3 separate regions of the Danio rerio genome follow, and all the other regions are linked to region 3. The links are chromatin contacts, called in public Micro-C maps. All regions are on one chromosome and are shown on one strand. The core of a region is the stretch at or near the end of the contact, and the rest is flanking DNA. Distances in the headings are between cores, read along the strand shown. Region 1 holds the start of sub1b (SUB1 regulator of transcription b). Region 2 holds the start of golph3a (golgi phosphoprotein 3a). Region 3 holds the start of pias2 (protein inhibitor of activated STAT, 2).

What was found. A called contact is a pair of places that touch in the nucleus more often than the background predicts.
Region 1: a Micro-C map of caudal fin shows a contact between it and region 3, with 4 times the contacts expected there. The contact joins the promoter of sub1b here to the promoter of pias2 in region 3. A contact is called at or near these places in 4 of 18 Hi-C or Micro-C datasets (caudal fin, embryo, hematopoietic stem cells and 1 more) and 2 of 4 datasets of contacts at active chromatin or transcription factors (embryo and gastrula embryo).
Region 2: a Micro-C map of caudal fin shows a contact between it and region 3, with 6 times the contacts expected there. The contact joins the promoter of golph3a here to the promoter of pias2 in region 3. A contact is called at or near these places in 1 of 18 Hi-C or Micro-C datasets (caudal fin) and 1 of 4 datasets of contacts at active chromatin or transcription factors (embryo).

What each region holds. Positions count from the first base shown.
Region 1 is chr5:42,062,307-42,065,319 of GRCz12tu, reverse strand. It overlaps sub1b (SUB1 regulator of transcription b), which reads right to left and starts at 1,361. Exons shown (of 5, transcript NM_001002505.1): 1 at 1,304-1,361. zfr (zinc finger RNA binding protein) reads left to right here and starts at 2,152. Exons shown (of 20, transcript NM_199558.2): 1 at 2,152-2,230; 2 at 2,447-2,528. The coding sequence starts at 2,194.
Region 2 is chr5:42,021,815-42,024,903 of GRCz12tu, reverse strand. It overlaps golph3a (golgi phosphoprotein 3a), which reads left to right and starts at 1,570. Exons shown (of 3, transcript NM_001006105.1): 1 at 1,570-2,060. The coding sequence starts at 1,845. It also overlaps a transcript of mtmr12 not described here.
Region 3 is chr5:42,368,241-42,371,502 of GRCz12tu, reverse strand. It overlaps pias2 (protein inhibitor of activated STAT, 2), which reads right to left and starts at 1,751. Exons shown (of 15, transcript NM_001326481.1): 1 at 1,668-1,751; 2 at 1-242. The coding sequence starts at 1,691.

The sequences.
Region 1 (3,013 bases), core at 112-2,611, 310 kb after region 3:
GACAAAGACCCTGAGGGATGCTCAAGCACTGGTCATGTATTTAATTACATTTAATTTTAGCATATTCAAATCATATCTTTTATTTGACAAGGTTACAAGAATAATGCAATATGTGTTTGTTAAAGTAGCAACAAAATCATGTTCAGGATACCACCTCAGCCTAACTCTGAGCCAAGAAAATCCTGAGGACAGATTAAATATGCATCAAAATTTTAGCCATAGGTCTGTAGATGATGCTTGCTGTGATGTCTGGGGCTGAGAAAAAAATCATAGTATTTTGATCAGAATATCTTGTTTTGCTAGTAACAAAACAAAACAAAAAAAAAAAAAAAAAAGGAAAAAGAAAATCACGCTAGTTTAGTTTCACTTGAGTGGAAGTAATGGGTAAGGAAATTCTCATTTTTGGGTGAACTATCCCTTTAAATTTAGTTTAACCCATGTTTGTTTTTTTACTTGTAAAGTGTTGATAATGATCGATTTGCATGTTATAAATCATGAATGATCACTTATTTCCAGCTAATAATCTTAGATATTCTAACTGCTAAAAGACACTTACATATGTTGTACAACCTGAAGGTGAACCCTCCCTTTAAACTAAATAATAAAAGTTTTTGTTTGAATCATCTCAAAATATTATATTAAGTTACCTACAAATACTCACAGAACAGGTGTCACAAAAGGCTGCTGTGACCATTACTTTTAGTTACTGACAACAATAGTGTACATACAAACAATCCACTGTAGTAGGGTAAAAACGGTTTGCCAGGGACACTATCAAATATATTCATAAGAAATCAAAGATTTTATTAATTTAGATTCCAGGTTCTTCCTTAATATTGTCGGAACACTGGTTTATTACAAGCTGTGATAATTTTCTAGCCACATTTCCCAGCTGTAACATACAGCAGATATATAACGTTAGATATTTATTTTTAAGTCCTGCATTTATAAGAGCTAGCAGATGCGCAGCCAATAAAGAAATACTAGATGAGTGTCATGTTGGTAAAAAAGATGCAACATGAGACATCACTGAGGTTTCCCCGATCTAACCCCACAGACGAGACTGGACAACATTTAAGTGCTTAATTGTTAGGTTAACAAGACTGACTCAAATCAAACCCCGGGCTGACCGGGGCCTCTGCATCCTCTAAAACTAAGATGGAAAAATATAGGCCCTAAATAACACCTCACTAAGAAACGCGTTAACAGTATAACTCTCGTTTAATGCAATTATTCGTGGCTGTGCACTCGTTTAAGGAGTGCATTTCTAAAACAAGTTTAACATGAATTGAACGTGACTTACATGTAAGGTTGAGCAGTGGTCTACAACAGTCAGTCACGCTTAGCGGCGGGAAGTCGAGGAATCGAGGACCAACCATATGGCTAATAACATCTCAGAGAGCATTGTGGGAGATGTAGTTTTGCATCAATGACGGCATTGCGTCGGATTTTTACGGTGTATAAAAATTGTGAACCTAATGTTCTTATCTAATTTAAACAGATCTTGTTTGATACAGACTCGTTTTCACGCTTGTGTTTATCATATTTATTGAACATAATTATAAGTGTTTATTTAAGTATTTCTAAAATGATCGGTTAAGTAGTAAAGTTTTGAATGAAGTTCAATAATAACACACAACGGGAACAATAAAAAAAGTTGTTTTTTTAATAAATCTAAATCCAAAATAAAAAACCAAGGGGACAGATGTCAAGAGGACAGATCACACAAAAATTTAAAATTGCATTTCATTTTCTTACCTCAGACCATCCAGGGCATATTTGGTTCCTACACAAAATTAACCACGGCTTTATAATAGTAAAATTGTAGCCTAACAGTTTTATTTAGCATACCATCACTGATTGTAGCATGGTAAATTTATGAATAATCAACACTAACATCATTTGAGTTCCTTAATTGAGTCTTAATAGTTTCACATATAGTTTTAGGTGTGAGTATATGTGTCTAACATGATCACATCGGCAGGTCTATTACTCCTTTTTGTAAAAAAAAAAAACATCCAAAAAAATATTTGTTTGTTTGACTGACCTTTCAAAATGACTTTGGACAAAACTACATTTCCCATCCCTGGCGGCAGACACTGCTCATGCGCAGCAAACGCCATATCCTGGTACGACCTTCTCATATAAAAAGGCAGGCATACGAGTCAGAGTTCGTTAGAGAATAGGAAACCAATGATTCCCATATGTCCAGTAGTCTCCTTCACCTATGGTGAGTATAATCTAAATTTTAAAAGCGTGTCGAAACATTTCATGGGTTTTAGACAAGAGAAGATGTGATTAGGATCATGTTGCGGGTGTGCGGGAGTCGTCACGGTGTAATCCGTCGTGGTGTCCTGCGTGTTTTCTTCCACTGCATGATACGGCTCTTCATCATGGTTGCCACCGCGCACAGCCGCTAACCCTCCGCCAATCTGTCTTTTTGCAGTGCCCAGCCGGCTAGGTGAAGATGCCAAAATGGCCACCGGCAACTACTTTGGATTTACCCATGGTGCTGGGGCCCAGTACAGGTAAGGGCCGTGATGTTTAATGGGGACTGCAGTGCTGGTGGTGGTACAGTAATGGTGGGATTTGGCCCCGATGCCTTTGTTGCTGGGTCCGGGTGGGGGCAGGGGGAGGGAGGCGATGGGCAACGCTTTAAACCTTGAGGTGAACGTTTGGTAAGGAAATGATGCATTAAACGACGTTTTAGTTTAAATATGGCGATTAATGTGTTGTTTTTATGTATATATGACATTTGTTTTTTTATTTGCTAGGCAGATATATTGACACACAGGATGTCATTGCATAGTACTTTGGGCCTTTTTAGGGAAATTATTTTAATTCGTGGATAAAATGCATGAGATGTTGTTATATCGTTTAAAGCAGTCTGCTTAACGTTACGTTATGTAAACATCTGACGTGACGATGGCTAGCAGGTGCACTTTTAAATTATATGTTAAAATAAAGATAAGAATCTCAATACGTTTAAAAAATAATTAATGTTACAAAAGCA
Region 2 (3,089 bases), core at 321-2,820, 350 kb after region 3:
TAATAGAAAAGCTCAATCCAGCTTGTTTTCAGCTTTTTCTGGCAGGGAGAACTCTGAAATGTTGTCAACCTTCAGTTATATAAATGTTGAATGTGTGAAGGAGAACTTAGATTTTTTTAAGACCATTATATGAAAACAGGATGTATAGAACGACACACATCAGTTTCAGTGCTCTAATGTAAAACACACATTGTTTTGTGTGAATCGGATCTGTCCATCAGTAGGCTGTCTTTTATTTCATTCAGCCTTAGCTGCTATCATTTTTAGAACATTATGCGATCAGTTCACACTTTTAGAACAAAGGAGCACAAACAAATATTACTAACTTTATTACAATGAAATTGTAAGGACATGATATTGGTGATGCAAACCATTCTTTTTTTTTTTGTGATGATATAGATCAACCAAGCATCAGCATCACCATGGGTATTTTAGTCAGTGCTTACACAGATACAACAGTGGTGTTTGTGTGGAACTCTATATATGTATGGATCTAACAACAACAAATGTATGTGTATAAAACTAAATAAATTAGAAATAATTTTATACGGTAAGATTAAAAAAATCATCATAAACTGCTAATCCTTGTAACTATTGAAACATAAGCTATTGTCATACAGTATCTGCGTTTGTGCACATTTTCTTCTGTTTTTCTGCGGTGCCTACAGAACTACTGCCCCAAATTAACAGGCACTTCAGTCACATATTGTCTTCAGTGTCTGTTGTGCATCACTTTCTGTGTTTTTCTGCTGTTGTAATGTACTGAAACTGATGTAAGCTCCTGAAAGCACTGAACAGCTGGCAGAAGTGTGGAGAAAGCGGTTTCCTGACCATTTTTGTGTTTTTGTTTGCATTTTTCACTTTTGTTTTGCACTGCTGCTCTTTGCCAGTCAGTCACTGTTACTTGAACAGTCAGATGAGAGTCTGGTTCTGTTCACTTCAGTTCATCACTGCTCTTGTGTTTGACAAGGTGAACTTAATGAGAAACGTATCACTGTATCATTTTTTAAAATATTTTTCTATAACTAACTTTAAAGTTCACATTATCAGAGTTTGGCCTTGGATGTATATGAAATATTGCTTTATTTTGGAACATTGATTTTGAGATTATTATTTTCATGTAAAAGTAGCAAATACTTTTTATACGCACTTGAGAAATATGTACCTTTGACTTTATGTCCACAAAATATGATTGAAATAAAAAAAAAATAGATCAGTACTTTGCAATCGTGATCAGTGTTTTGTTGCTATGTTTATTTTATTGTTATTCTACTTGAATGTGCATATTAACAAAGCATTTTTGTTGTTTTAGTAGGATTTTGATTTGTGTGTTGGTGTAATTTTTTTCATTGTATATAGGACATTTAAATGATATAATTATATATATATTTAATTGTGTTTTTTTATTAGCCACAATTAATACGTTTGAATATTAATATTAACGTTTCTTATTTCACTTTAATTTAGTAAAATGCTTACAGTGTTAATTAACAAAATGGGCTAGTTAATTAAATTAAATAGATACTACCTAAATATTATGAAAAATGTAGTCTCGGTATGTAGTTCGGCAGGTTTTGGGACACAACCCGAGTACTGGGATGCCACATCCACTGCTGTTCCCGTCACGTCTGGACTGGTCGCCATATTAAACCTGACGGAATCGGCGACGGTCCGCGGTAGGGATCGCGAGGGGGCCCTTTCCAAAACAAATCCCGATATACACCTTCGTTTTCCCTTTTCGCCCTGGAAATCATTTATGCATCGGACTGAATAAGGCAGTGTGTTCTCAGACAGGGGTTGTCTGGGACGGAGGTTTTGTTTTAGTGTGTTTGAGAGAGAGAGAGATGAGTACTTTGACCCAGCGGAGCTCCGGCCTGGTGCAAAGACGCACCGAGGCTTCGCGCAGCGCTGCGGCCGCAGACAGAGAGCGCGGATCCGGTGACGAGGATTACGAGCCTCGTCGCGGAGAAGAGCCGGAGGACGATGACAGCGGCGACTCCAAAGAAACCAGACTCACCTTGATGGAGGAAGTGCTGCTGTTGGGCTTGAAAGACCGAGAGGTTATTGTGGTTTTGCTTTATTTTCTCAGTTGTTGTTTCTATAGTCGATGCTTAACGTTAGCATATTATCTCTCACCATCACCCACAGTTGTCGCTCATTTCGATGCTTATAAATTAGCTCTTTCAAAAATAGAAGAAGCTGAATTCTTAAATTTTGATGATTATTATATTTTGTTTATATATTGGTGACGTTTTGAGATAAAATCAAGCCACATGTTTTCGGTAATGCAATAGCATTTAGCTTGACTTGCACTGCAGCTCCAAGTTCTCTCTTTGACCCTCAAGACTCTCAAAACAAAACGTAGTTCAGTGAACAGAGTTTAAAAAACTGAACGATACCTTTAAATGTCTTAATATTACATATATTGTTTCATGTACCATATGGTAACCAGATTGGCATACACTGATATTGGCATATGAAAGTTACATAAAGCTAATTTTCGTCGCTGTCTACACAATGAGTTTGATGCCGTTTGTGTATTGCATTTTGGTAGATACAATGTTGTTCAAGACGCATGATGTAGGCCATTATCCTTACACCCACGTTCACATTCGTATGAAGCATGTAGATCCAGATACAGCCTGTATAGTCAAAACAATATTTGTTTAGGAACAAGTCCAGCGTAATCTTTATTACAGTGTGTCTTATTAAGGGTCAGATCATCCAGAACCAAGTGAAAATTAAAATGTACTATTTACTGACCCTCAAGCCACCCAAGATGTAGGTGACTTTGTTTCTTCAGTATATCCTAAAAGAACATTTTACTGAAAACCAGTGACATTGGGTATTTGTAAAATGCAAGTAAACAAAATTAATAGCAGAGGCTTCTGGTGACACATTGAGATTTTAAAAGATCACACAGAAATGAAAGTTATGTTAAAAACAAGTCCTTGTGCCATTCAATTTTGCCTGAGACATTTGTACATCTTCAGAACACAGATTAGGAGGTTCTCTCTGAGCCTTCTCAGACAGCAATGGTCAAAAGATGTTCAAAGTCCAGAAAAGAAAAGAAAACATTGTGAAAACAT
Region 3 (3,262 bases), core at 502-3,001:
TCCAGATGAATGAAGGATTTAATGCTTGACTTTAGTGCCGCCAAATCTTGAAGACCTTCAAATGTCCTTGGATATCTCCGCCGATACAGTTCTTTGATTTTGATCTGCACTGCAGAACTACAACCACTCCTCAGTAGATGCAGAGCCCTCAGCAAAAGTTCATGCTTGCGACCGCTCTTATTCCTTCCAGCAAAACCTAACAGTACTTGGAGCTCTGAGACACGGAAACTTGATACCATATTCTGAAAAATAAATCCAGACAAGGCAACAAAAAAAAAAAAGAAACACCACACATTAGTAAGAATACATTTGCCACAGGTTAGTAAATATAACCACCCTCTATGCCATTTTGTGTACTTTTACAACTTTTGTTTTAAGATTTTAGCAAGACATAAACCTTTGCATCAAAATCAACATGGCATAAGCTTGTGGAAAATGGTTATGACAGTTTTTTTTAAACCAAAAAGTGTCATTTAATTAGTAACCAGATTAATTAACAAAGAATTATGTGTGAAGTGAGGTGACAGCCCACCCAAAAAACACCCTTTCAAGAAACCCCAAAGAAATAAGAAAATCTCAACTGACCCTTCATTACACGGTCCATGCTTGATTGTTCTTACGTGTTAATCCTTTTTTCTTTAATAATCCTTAACAAATGACCGAAATGCATCTAAAATGTTGAGAATAATTCCAAGACCCATTAGATGAACATCGAGAACATGACAAAGAACAAAACAGATGTTCACGTTGATCTCAAGAGAAATCAACAGAACTGCTGGCGGGAAACTTGGTTTACAGCAAATCTGGACAATTCTGAACACTTTACAGGACAGCATGAATCAGTCAGTTATGTAATGACAGATATAACAGCAAGTGTCTAACATTAACGTATCCAGTACACACAGTATACCTTTCTTATGGCATGGTTAACGTTTGTTGGAGCTGAATACGTTCAATTTCAGAAAAGTGATGTATGCATCACACTACTAAAGTGCTTATGTTGAGGAAAATATGAAACAGAAGTCAAGTTTGTTTTGTTTGCCGCAAACTATTTACAGTTAGAGCTTGTAAACAACATTCTCAGTGTGTATATTTTCCATTGTTTAACTTAGCAATTATGATATAAAACGCACGTTCACTTTCATTTACACGCACAAAGAGACTCTGGACACGCTGGATTAAACATATGTCTCCCTTGCAAACACTTCTAATAAATCAAGCATCACCTGTGTGTAAGTTACATGTAAACAATGTCAATAGCTGCCGGACGCTAACGTTAGCTAACAAAAGACCAGCCAAAACAAGTCGAGCAGTGAAGAACGTAAAAACTTTTTACCTGAAGCGAACAGTCGTCAAGTTCAGTTAGGCATTATAATAAAGCGTTTTCATGCAGTCAATGGTGGCAATAAAAGCAGTGGCATTTTGAGGCTGATCTTCAACGTTTGTGTAGCATCTCGAGAGCTAAACGAGTAGCGGGTTGGTGGCTAACAGGCTAACCATAACCCGAATAACGGAGGGATGTCGCGTTTCTCTTTTAACTATGAAGAAACTAACGCATCAAAGGCCAACGGACGGGCATAATAGCATAACATAACGTCAACTGCAAAATGCCTTCAGCATGTGAAAGACGCAAAGAAGTAGCCAGCTATCATTGCACTTTCGCCTACCCGTAACTCCTCAATATCCGCCATTTTCTGGCTGCGCTCATCCTGGCTAGTCCGGAGATGTCGAGTCACGTGACACAGGCTGGTTAAAGGGGTCACGTCGTTCATTTGTGCATTTTTATTTTCTTCTGAGGTTCCCTGATTTGCTTTTCCCCTTACCCATATTTTGGGAATAGTTTCCGTTATTCAGTAATCAACCACAGAATCCTTCGCTGTGAACGAAATTATAATTATTTTTCCACAAGGAGGAGATCATTTAGCCATCGAAAAGTAAAATCCTGTTAATCAGTTCAAATTGTTTATAAACATTTTAGTTCAATGTTATGTTTGTTAATTAGTCTTTTTGGGTGGCAATGTTATCTGCAATAATCTAATCCTAAATATCGCAGATATATTGGAAGCGTTTTTACTTGCATTGTGTGATTCCTGTACTCTCTTTCGCCACTAGAAATGTGTTTTGAAACTGTTTTTCTGAGAGTATGTCCTCATGTAAGCTCTAATGTGATTCCAACAAACCTTTTAGCACCAAGGCAAATAAGATGAAGTAAAAAAGCTGTACAGCATAGATGGGTCTCAAACTCAGTTCTTGGAGGGTCGCCTGCAGCTCTGCACAGTTTTGCTCCAACCATAATCAAACATGGCTTATTCAACTAATTAAGGTATTCAAGACTACTAGAGAGGTGTGAGTTGGAGGTGGTTGAAACTAAACTATGCAGAGCTGTGGCTCTCCAGGAATTAAGTTTGAGACCATTTAGTTTATGCTAGTGGTGTTCCACCAGGGGGCAGCAAAATTCTAAGGGGGCCTCATTCATTCATTCATTCATTCATTTTCTTCTTGGCTTTTAGTCCCTTTATTAATCAAGGGTCACCACAGTGGAATAAACCGCCAAATTATCCAGCATATGTTTTACACAGCGGAAACACCCATACACACTGACATTCCCACCCACACAAACACTATGGCCAATTTAGTTCATTCAATACACCTATAGCATGTCTTTGGACAGTGGGGGAAAGGAGAGCACCCAGTGTAAAACCACACGAACATGGGGAGAACATGCAAACTCCACACAGAATTGCCATCTGACCCAGCTGAGGCTCGAACCAGCGACATTCTTGCTGTGAGGAGACAGTGCTAACCACTGAGCCACCGTGTCACTCTAAGGGAGCCTTGAGAATTTAAAATGGTTAAATAAAAACTTTTTTATAATCCACACATTAACAACTGTTTATGTTGTCTTTGTAGATGTTGGAAATCATTAAAAATATCTAAAATATATATATTATGTTTTAGTATACAGCTTATGATTATAGTAGTGTATAGTTGTATACACTATATACATAACTATACCAAGCCCCATTTAACTGATTAACATGTTAAACAACTGAAAGTCATCCAAATGTTGTAAATGAAGTCTTGGAGCCAAAACTTTGAGAACCATTAAGGAACTGTAATGAATTTTGTCTCACGATTAAGTGTTTTTATAGTGTGAACATACCAATTTAGCTTTTCAGGATGACAGTTACAGTCTGTTGTCCAGCAGATGGAGCTCAGAGCTAATCTACCATCACCAGATTATTGACTGAGGGTTTTCGTT